Linked DNA regions of Sus scrofa: region 1 is linked to region 2. The links are chromatin contacts, called in public HiChIP or PLAC-seq maps. All regions are on one chromosome and are shown on one strand. The core of a region is the stretch at or near the end of the contact, and the rest is flanking DNA. Distances in the headings are between cores, read along the strand shown.

Evidence for each region. HiChIP or PLAC-seq counts read pairs in DNA pulled down with a chosen protein or histone mark.
Region 1: an H3K27ac HiChIP or PLAC-seq map of alveolar macrophages shows a contact between it and region 2. The contact joins the promoter of MIOS here to the promoter of C1GALT1 in region 2. A contact is called at or near these places in 1 of 5 promoter capture datasets (liver), 3 of 47 Hi-C or Micro-C datasets (embryonic fibroblasts, heart right ventricle and liver) and 1 of 2 datasets of contacts at active chromatin or transcription factors (alveolar macrophages).

The regions. Positions count from the first base shown.
Region 1 is chr9:77,849,111-77,853,258 of Sscrofa11.1, reverse strand. It overlaps MIOS (meiosis regulator for oocyte development), which reads right to left and starts at 1,438. Exons shown (of 12, transcript NM_001195353.1): 1 at 1,282-1,438; 2 at 229-307.
Region 2 is chr9:77,508,001-77,512,126 of Sscrofa11.1, reverse strand. C1GALT1 (glycoprotein-N-acetylgalactosamine 3-beta-galactosyltransferase 1) reads right to left here and starts at 2,785. Exons shown (of 5, transcript XM_021063389.1): 1 at 2,549-2,785. It overlaps LOC102161092 (a long non-coding RNA gene), which reads left to right and starts at 2,883. Exons shown (of 6, transcript XR_002335827.1): 1 at 2,883-3,296; 2 at 3,913-3,986.

The DNA.
Region 1 (4,148 bases), core at 189-2,688, 340 kb before region 2:
GTCCCTTAATACTCCAAGACTCTCTAAGATGGAGATAGAACCTACCGTTACCTCCAACTCAGAGTTCTAACAATCTAATGAGTTCTTTCCATCAAAAATATGTCAGTATCACTAGGATTCCCTTCAACAGTCTTGGAAATAAATGTTTTCAAATGCTGGAGACACTGAAAAATTGGGGGTTAATGGCAAGCAATTTGCAGTCATTACAGCTTATATTTAGATCCTCACCTTCAAGTTTAACAAGTGTTTCTGAGCAAAAGAAAGCCATGCTGATTCTGTATTCCTCACCAGGACATCTCTAATAGCACTGTCCCAATAGAAACATAGTGTGAGCCATATAATTTAAAATATTCCAGTAGCCACATTGAAAAAAAAAAAAAAAAGAAATAGATTAAACAATATATTTAACCCAAAATATCAGAAACATCACCCTTTCAACATACAATCAAATCTAAAAATTATTAATGAGAAAATTACTTTTTGGGGGGTTTACCAGGTCTTAGAAATCCAAGCTCAACTCTTTCTGGCTGGCTACTGCACAGTGAAGATCTCTGTAACACTAAATGTACAAGGTAGCCAAACACCCTTTCACAAAATGCTGATGTCTTCAACTTTCCTTATTATGACAAATAACAACAGCAGTTTCAAGAAATGTCTCCCATCACCATCTTCAAGGAGATCCTCCGTATACCTTCATATTTTCCCTTAAAATACAGTTGTACAAAAGGCCTGCAAACGCAGTCCTTTGCTAAGTAACTGAGGAATGCTCGGGGCACATGTGAGAGGTTTTATCCTCTTATGGAATTTGCCTGACTCGTCCGTGCAGAGGACAGGGCTAACCAGGTGACCAGGCCCTTTAAGAAGTATTTAATACAGTACAACTAGAGAAAGGGGAGACTCTGCCGGAGAAGTCAGAAATCGGAGGGTGACTCCCACGCTCCAGACACCTGGCTGAGCCTCTCGTCTAGTGCGAGGACGCGGCCCCGCACAAATCCGCCACAGCCGAGGCTGCGGCGCGGACCCAGCACCCCCGGAGAAGGTTCCCGCGCGCCTCCGGGCCGTTTGCTGCTACAAGGCCCGGCCCGCAGCCGCCCGGCGCGGTTATACCGCAGCGCGGAACGTGACTACCCACGCCTCGGTTCCCAGGAAGCCCCCGGGTCTACCCCCGCCTGAGCTTTCAACTGGGCTTTGCTAGACGCCTCGCGGCCGCCCCACCCGAGCCCCTGACTCGGGCCTCGCGACCCCGAGAGCTGAGACGCGGCCCGGGCCGCACTCACCGACCTGGGAGGCAGCGCGGCAGCCGTACTGCCGCTTCCGGCCTGGTCACCGCCCCTCCCGCCGCGGGAGACCAGACGCCGGCAAGATGGCGGCCGCGGCCGGTAACCTGGGCCACCCTGCCGCTCTGCACGACCCGACCACCGCGCCTCGCGCGGACTCTCGGACGCCCCTGGGCCTCGGAAGGGGAGTTCCCCACCGAGAGCCCCGCCCAGGCTCCCGCCTACTCCTCGCCGGGAGTCGCCCCGCCCCGGGGCGGGGCTACTGCCCCAGAGGCTCCGCCTTACACCTGAGTTCTTGGGTCCGCCCCACGGGCCCCGCCCCACGGGCCCCGCCCCTGGAACCCGCTGGCCTACCGACGGGGACCTGGACTACCTCCGCCAGCCGCCTTATCGATTTCAAGAGCCTCAGACACTTTAGCTCATTTAATCAGTTTTAATTTACATTAAAAATTTATTGCGGGCAATTGATGCAGTAGAAAGTCCTGGGTATTTGGTTCACGATTGATTCACTCATTTACCCATTTCACAAACGCGTCCTGAATGCTTATTATGTACTTGGCAACGTGCTGGAATATTGGGGCATCGGAGTGACCAAAAAAGATATGTTCCAGAGTGAAACAGACAATTGGAGTGATGCCTACTTAGGGCTAAATCGGTGTCCCCTTAGTATTTGAGGTGTGTATATCAGGAATGCTTCCTTGAGGATAGCTAGGCCGAGACAATAACGACGATGAGATTAGCTGGGAAAGGGAACAAGGCAGAGAGGGTTGGAAGAGAGACTTCTAGAGTAGAGGAAGAGACAGTGCAGGGTCAGGAGGAAGGGCAGATAGCAGTGGAGGAACAGTGGAGTATGGACCAGTGAGCCGAGGAAGTGGGGACGGATTAGGATGATGTTTTAGAAAGGCATTTAGAAACCAGGTTAGTGAGTTTGGATGGACTTTTTCCTAAAGGCATTGGTGGACTCATTGAAGGTTTTTAACCAGAGGAGTGAAGTGATCAGTTTTTCTGAGAGAAAGCAGGGAGGGGAAAGGTAAATATCCAAATGACAGGTGACAATAACCCAGACTACCAGTGGTATGGAGATTAGGGAGGAAAAGAGGTGTGTGGCCTGGGGAATATTTAGAAGTTGGGATGAACAGAGCTTGATGACTGAGTGAGGGAGAAAGAGGATTCTAGGTTTCTGCTGCCATAATTGAAGGAATGGTGCTGGCACAGATGTTACAGATCTGACACAGAATTTCTTCAGGTGTCTGGCAATCTTTGCTTGTCTGTTCATGGTTAAAAGTGGGTGGTTTGCAGGGTTCCTGTTGTGGTTCAGTGGTAACGAACCTGACTAGTATCCATGAGGATGCGGGTTCGATCCTTGGCCTAAGTAGGTTAAGGATCTGGTGAGCTGTGGTGTAGGTCACAGACACGGCTCTGATCTGTGTTGCTGTGGCTGTGGTGTAAGCCAGCAGCTACATCTCCGATTCGACCCCTAGCCTGGGAACTTCCATATGCTGTGGGTGTGGCCCCACCCCCAAAAAAGTGGGTGGTTTGGGGCTTATGGTGATTAATAGCATGTGAGCTTAATCCTGATGATCTTCAAGGCAGATGGTTTGGGTAAGAGGATGAGTTTGGGGAGCATATTGTCTGTGGAGGTCTAAGGGTCCTTGTCCCTCCTGCCATTGGTAAAGTGGAGGCTGAGTCCTAAGTTGAGATACCACATGATTCATCACTTCAAACACTGCCTTGGCAATCTTCTCAGTGCTTTTGGCCCTGGCCTCAAATCCTCAACCTCGGCTCAATACAAGTCCCTTCCTTACCCACTCTTATGACACAAAGCTGAGGAAAACTCCCTTCTCTCTCAGGAGGTGACTTGCCTTCCTACTTCAGAAAGGAAGTTATACTTAAGAATTCCCACAGCCTCCTACTTTTTCCTCTTTCCTTCCTCCTACATCTTCATTCATTCTCATTCTTCCCTTTTTTTTTAATGGCTACGCCCAGCAACATGTGGAAGTTCCCAGGCCAGGGATTGAATCTGCGGCACAGCTGAGACCTATGTTGCACCTTCAGCAACACCAGATCCTTTAATTCACTGCACTGGGCTGGGGATGGATCCTGCACCTCTGCAGGGACCCAAGCCACTGCAGTTGGATTCTTAACCCACTGTGCCACAGCAAGAACTCCCCATTCTTACCTTTTTGTAGCTGATAGAGAGGCAGAGGAGGGCCCTACAAAGAGGAGAAACTGCCTTCCATGTGTCTTCAACCTCCTCATTTCTACTGATTCTTTACCTTCAACATATGTTCAAGTCATTCCAACTTTTCTCCTCAAAGGGGAGAGCCATGCTCTCTCTAATCCCATATCCACTGTCTTCCCCTGAATTCACTCCACTCAGGCTTTCACACCCATCATTCCACAAAAACTCGTTTTTCCTTGCCTATTGTTGTCTTCCCCTTCTGTAATATATGCTCCACATAATTGGTTTTCATTCTTTGTTACCTCCACCCCCAGGTGTTAGCAAGGCACTTGGTGACCCAGTTAGGGATGACCATTCCTTGCCTATATCAAAAAGCTATGACCAGTGAGATGTGAAGCAAACTGGGGCATGTCCTTAAAAGAGAAGCTGCCTGGCATGGTGGTTGAAACCGAGGAGACAAAAATGTATAAAACAGAGTTCAAATTTTCAGGGAGCTGGCATCTAGTGGGGAGACACACACACACACACACACACACACACACACACACACACAACAAGGACATGAATTCAGGGATCAGAAGCTTTGGAATTGGAAAGACTCACATTTGAAACTAGATTGCACTGTGTACTGGTTATGGGAGCATGGCAAGCCACTGGCAAGCCTCTTCAAACTGCACTTTCCTCAGCTT
Region 2 (4,126 bases), core at 1,536-4,035:
TTCAGATTCCAGGTAATTTACTCAGATTTTCTTTCTTTCTTTCTTTTTTTAAAACAGCTGCTAGCATACGCCATGGCCAGAGCAACACCACCAGATCCGAGCTGTATCTGCCACCTAGACCACAGTTCACAACAACGCTGGATCCCCAACCCCCCGATCGAGGCCAGGGATTGAACCCACAACTTCATGGCCCCTAGTCAGCTTTAGTTTCCACTGCGCCACAATGGGAACTCCCAGATTTTCTTTTTGGTTTCTCCTACCTTCCTATGGGCTTCCCTCTTTCACAGATAACAGCTTCCTTATATTTTTTTCCCTCAAGAGACACTTCTTAAGTTCACACATTATAAATCTTGGCATGTATTTTCCCTTAGGACATTTGAATGAGCTGTAAAGTGACAATTTAAGTACGCATTAGATACACATTTAGATTTTAAGATAAAATGCTAACTTCTCTTTTATGGAACAGTTCTCCATTTTTATTCCCCTCTTCTTTTCAAAGAATGACCTTAATCCACTTTAGTTTGGGTAAAAGAATTTTGTCATATTCTTTTTACCTTGTTATAGGTTGTACACTAGTCTCTTTACTAGAATCTCAACAGATCTTCTAAAAGTAACATAGGTGTACTGGGAAGCTTAATGTTTTAAGTGAATCTGAATTGAATTTCAGCATCAACTTGTCCATTTTCCATTTAATGTTTACAGGTGCTCTGTTACAAGATTCCACTCAATGATTTCTCCTCACAAAGACTCTACTTTAAATTACCACAGTTTATAAAGTGTATAAGTACTATAATGCAATTTTTATCTTGGCACAAATCAAACAGTATACATCTAAATGCCACGCATTTCTATTTCCATCATTAAGTGATCATTAACTGATGTAGTCCTAAATAAGTTTATGATAAAATTCTAATAATTTTGGGATACTGAATTTACTCAAAATTGGAGACTAGTATAATCTATATCCCCCCCAAAATACTTAAAAATACCTATATTTAAATGGGTAGTAATCACAAAACATTTTTAAAATGCTGAATCCTAAGTAAAAAGATACAGAAAAACACAAATTCCAGGCAAACTTAACAGACATTTAACAGTTCTCCACTAGTACAAAAAAACCATATTATTTTCCTGTGAAGAATTTTAAATGAGTCATACTTTCCTCACTAAATCACTGTTTTACTTAACATATGACAAAAAGAGTTAACTGTTTGGTAACTTGAAACTTTACATTCAATTAAACTGTGCATCAATACACACTAAGGCTGATAGAAAACAAAATAATTACTATACATAATACTTCGAACACACAGCATCATGTGCATAAGGCTCATTTGATAATTATCTGATAACATTGTGGAAAGTTGCAAAAAGTTAGACGTCCTAAAAACTCAGATTCCCACTGTCTAAAGTAATATCAGGATTAAGTAACTTGAAATCCTGCACAACACTTTTTCCTGGCACAGAGGTAGAGCTATCTATGTTAAACGCCCAACTTTTAGTAAATGAAGATATTTCTGTCACAACGGCCTAATTACTCACTCTGATGCACTAAAGTTCTAACTTTATAACTAACTTTTAAAAGCACGATGAAATCAATTCACGGTTAGGATTCTAGGTTTCACTCCGAAAGGCTTTAAAAATAACCACAAAGAATTAAGAGAACTAGATTATAAACCTAGTCAACTTCTCCAAAGCGTAAGCTGTTTTGTCATTTAAAAAAATAAAGGGAGAAGGTAAGAGCTGGGGAAGAATAACCACTCCTAAATTTCGCTCTTTTTTGAATATACAATTTATTTTAATTTAGAGTTATAAGGTCCTTTTGTCAGCACCTACTAATCTCAGCACACCTTGTAGGAGAATGGAGAGTGGAAGGAAAAAACTCCTTTGCTCGTCCGTCCTCCACGCATCAAGTACCTAAACACACACCTGCCTGGTTCATTCCGCCAGAGGCAGGGAAATTTAAAAGACCCAGTCAGCCACAGACAAACCTGATGATCCAAGAGAGCCCCGAGGAAGTCCCCCGGCACCTGCGGAAGGCGCCGGCTCGCTGGGCGCTGGGGCGGTGAGGCTGCCCGGCGGCTTTCACGGAAGGTGCCCACACCTGAGTGCCCGCCGGTCCGCGGGGGCGGGGCGGGACCCGCGGGGCAGGACCGCTAAATGGTCCAGCCGCGCGATCCTCCAGCGCAGTCGGCGCCTCACCGTCGCCACCCGACGGCAGGCAGCGCGCGAGGAAACGAGGCGAGCGAGAGGGCAAAAAGGAAGAATCCACGACCCAGAGGAGGCTACTTGTCAACAAAATAGCGGCCCGGAGGGCAGGCGGCCCCAATGGCAGTTCGCAGAGGCGCGGGGAGCAGGAAGTGCCCCGTGCCTCCCTCCGGAGCCCGCACTTGCCCAGCCCCGGCGGCGACTCCGAGACACCTGTTTGGTGGCGCTGGGGGCTGGGTTCACCCTCCACGCTCCCCCCACACGCACACTCCGAGAGGGGGAGGGCGAGGGGAACAGAGACCTTGGACCCGCAGCCTAAGGGCGCCTCCGCCAGCCGTACCTGACATCAGCCTCCTCTCCCTCTCGCCCCTCCTGGGGGGCAGAGAGGGGGACGCCACGAGACCGGCGACCTTCGCTCTTCTCGGCAGCCGCAGAAGTGGCTCGTGGCTGCTAGCTGGGGCCGCCCGCTGCCGCCCAGATTATTCCCCGGCGGCGGCGGCGGCAGCGGCGGCGGCCGAGGCGGGCCCAGCGCTCGCTCCCGCCCGCTCGCTCCGCCCCTCCCCGCAGCGCGTCCAGGCCGCGGCCCGCCGACGGCGCAGCCGCCACCCAGGGGTCTCCGAGCTCTGACGTCGCCGCTGCCGCACCAGCCCCAGGGAAGGGCGGAGCGAGGGGGCAGGGAGAGGCGGGGCTACGGCGACGTGCTGGCGTGGGGATAGGCCACCGAGCGCACGCCCCGCCCTGTGCGAAGGGGTCTGGGAAGTCGGGTTTTCTGCGAGCAATAGTCGCAGCCCTCTATCCGCTCCTTACGGGTGGCCTCAGCCTTCCTCGTTCTGCTATAGGGTCTTGCAGTGGCTTCCGGACCTTTGAAAGAATTAAAGCAGCAGGAACTGAGGCTGCGGATACCTGAGGGACCTTTGTCTGAGGGGCAGGCTCTTACCCTGCAGGAGTCTTAGGGCCTCTAGCCTGCTCTTAACCCTTTCTTTTTACTGCTTTTATCCCTTCTCCCGACTGTCCTTAGTCTGTATCTCTGGCCTTATTAAAAGGAAGTACAACAAGATGAGGTATACAAACGGGTGTTGGATAACCAGGTATGTGAACTAGGAAGGGCTGAAAACCAACTTAGTGATACTACGAAGCCTGCATACATACACACGTGGTCTTTAGTTCCGTCATTACTTCAGTGCTATCAGGCAGTGGCTGGAATTCTTGGGAGCTTTACCAGCAACCCCCGCTCCCCACCCCCCGTCACTTTTTAGTTTGTAAAGGGATTTTGTATCGGAAAACTGTTTTGGGTTTAGAGGGAGGAGCCCTGGAGCGATTGAGGCTGCCCCACAGCAATCAGCAGGTGGGGGTAATGTCTGGGTTTAATTGGTGTTAATCATCATCTACAAGGCCTGGCTTGAGGGTGAGAAAGCAAACTTGCTTCCTTTAATGCCCTTCTCAGTAGTTCTTTACTGCCTAGGGGCTGTGGCCTCAATCTTGAACCCTCCACCTATTAGCTCGGTAAACTTGGCAAGTTACTTAATGTGCTTGGGAGAAATAATAACAACATTTAGTAAGGTATGGTTGTTTTCCCCTCCTTTAATTTGTTCAGATTCAGCTTTAGTGCAGTTTACCGGGATGTGCCACTATAAGATCCCAAAGAATCTTCCAAAAGAATTTTAAAACATCTAGTGATTCTTACCCATACCTCTCATTTTTCAGATGAGAAAGCTGAGGTCAGAAAAATAAACTGAAAAGCCTGATCTAGAAGAGAAGTGCAAGTATCTGACGTCCAGGTTAGTGCTGTTTCTCTGGCTCATGCCTCCAGACTTCTCTCTTATATCCTTACCTCCACCCTCTTTTCTCTTCCTCAACTTGTAATTATCGCCCAGCCTCCCATATTCCCTTCTACAGCCACTATGTAGCAGGAAAAGAG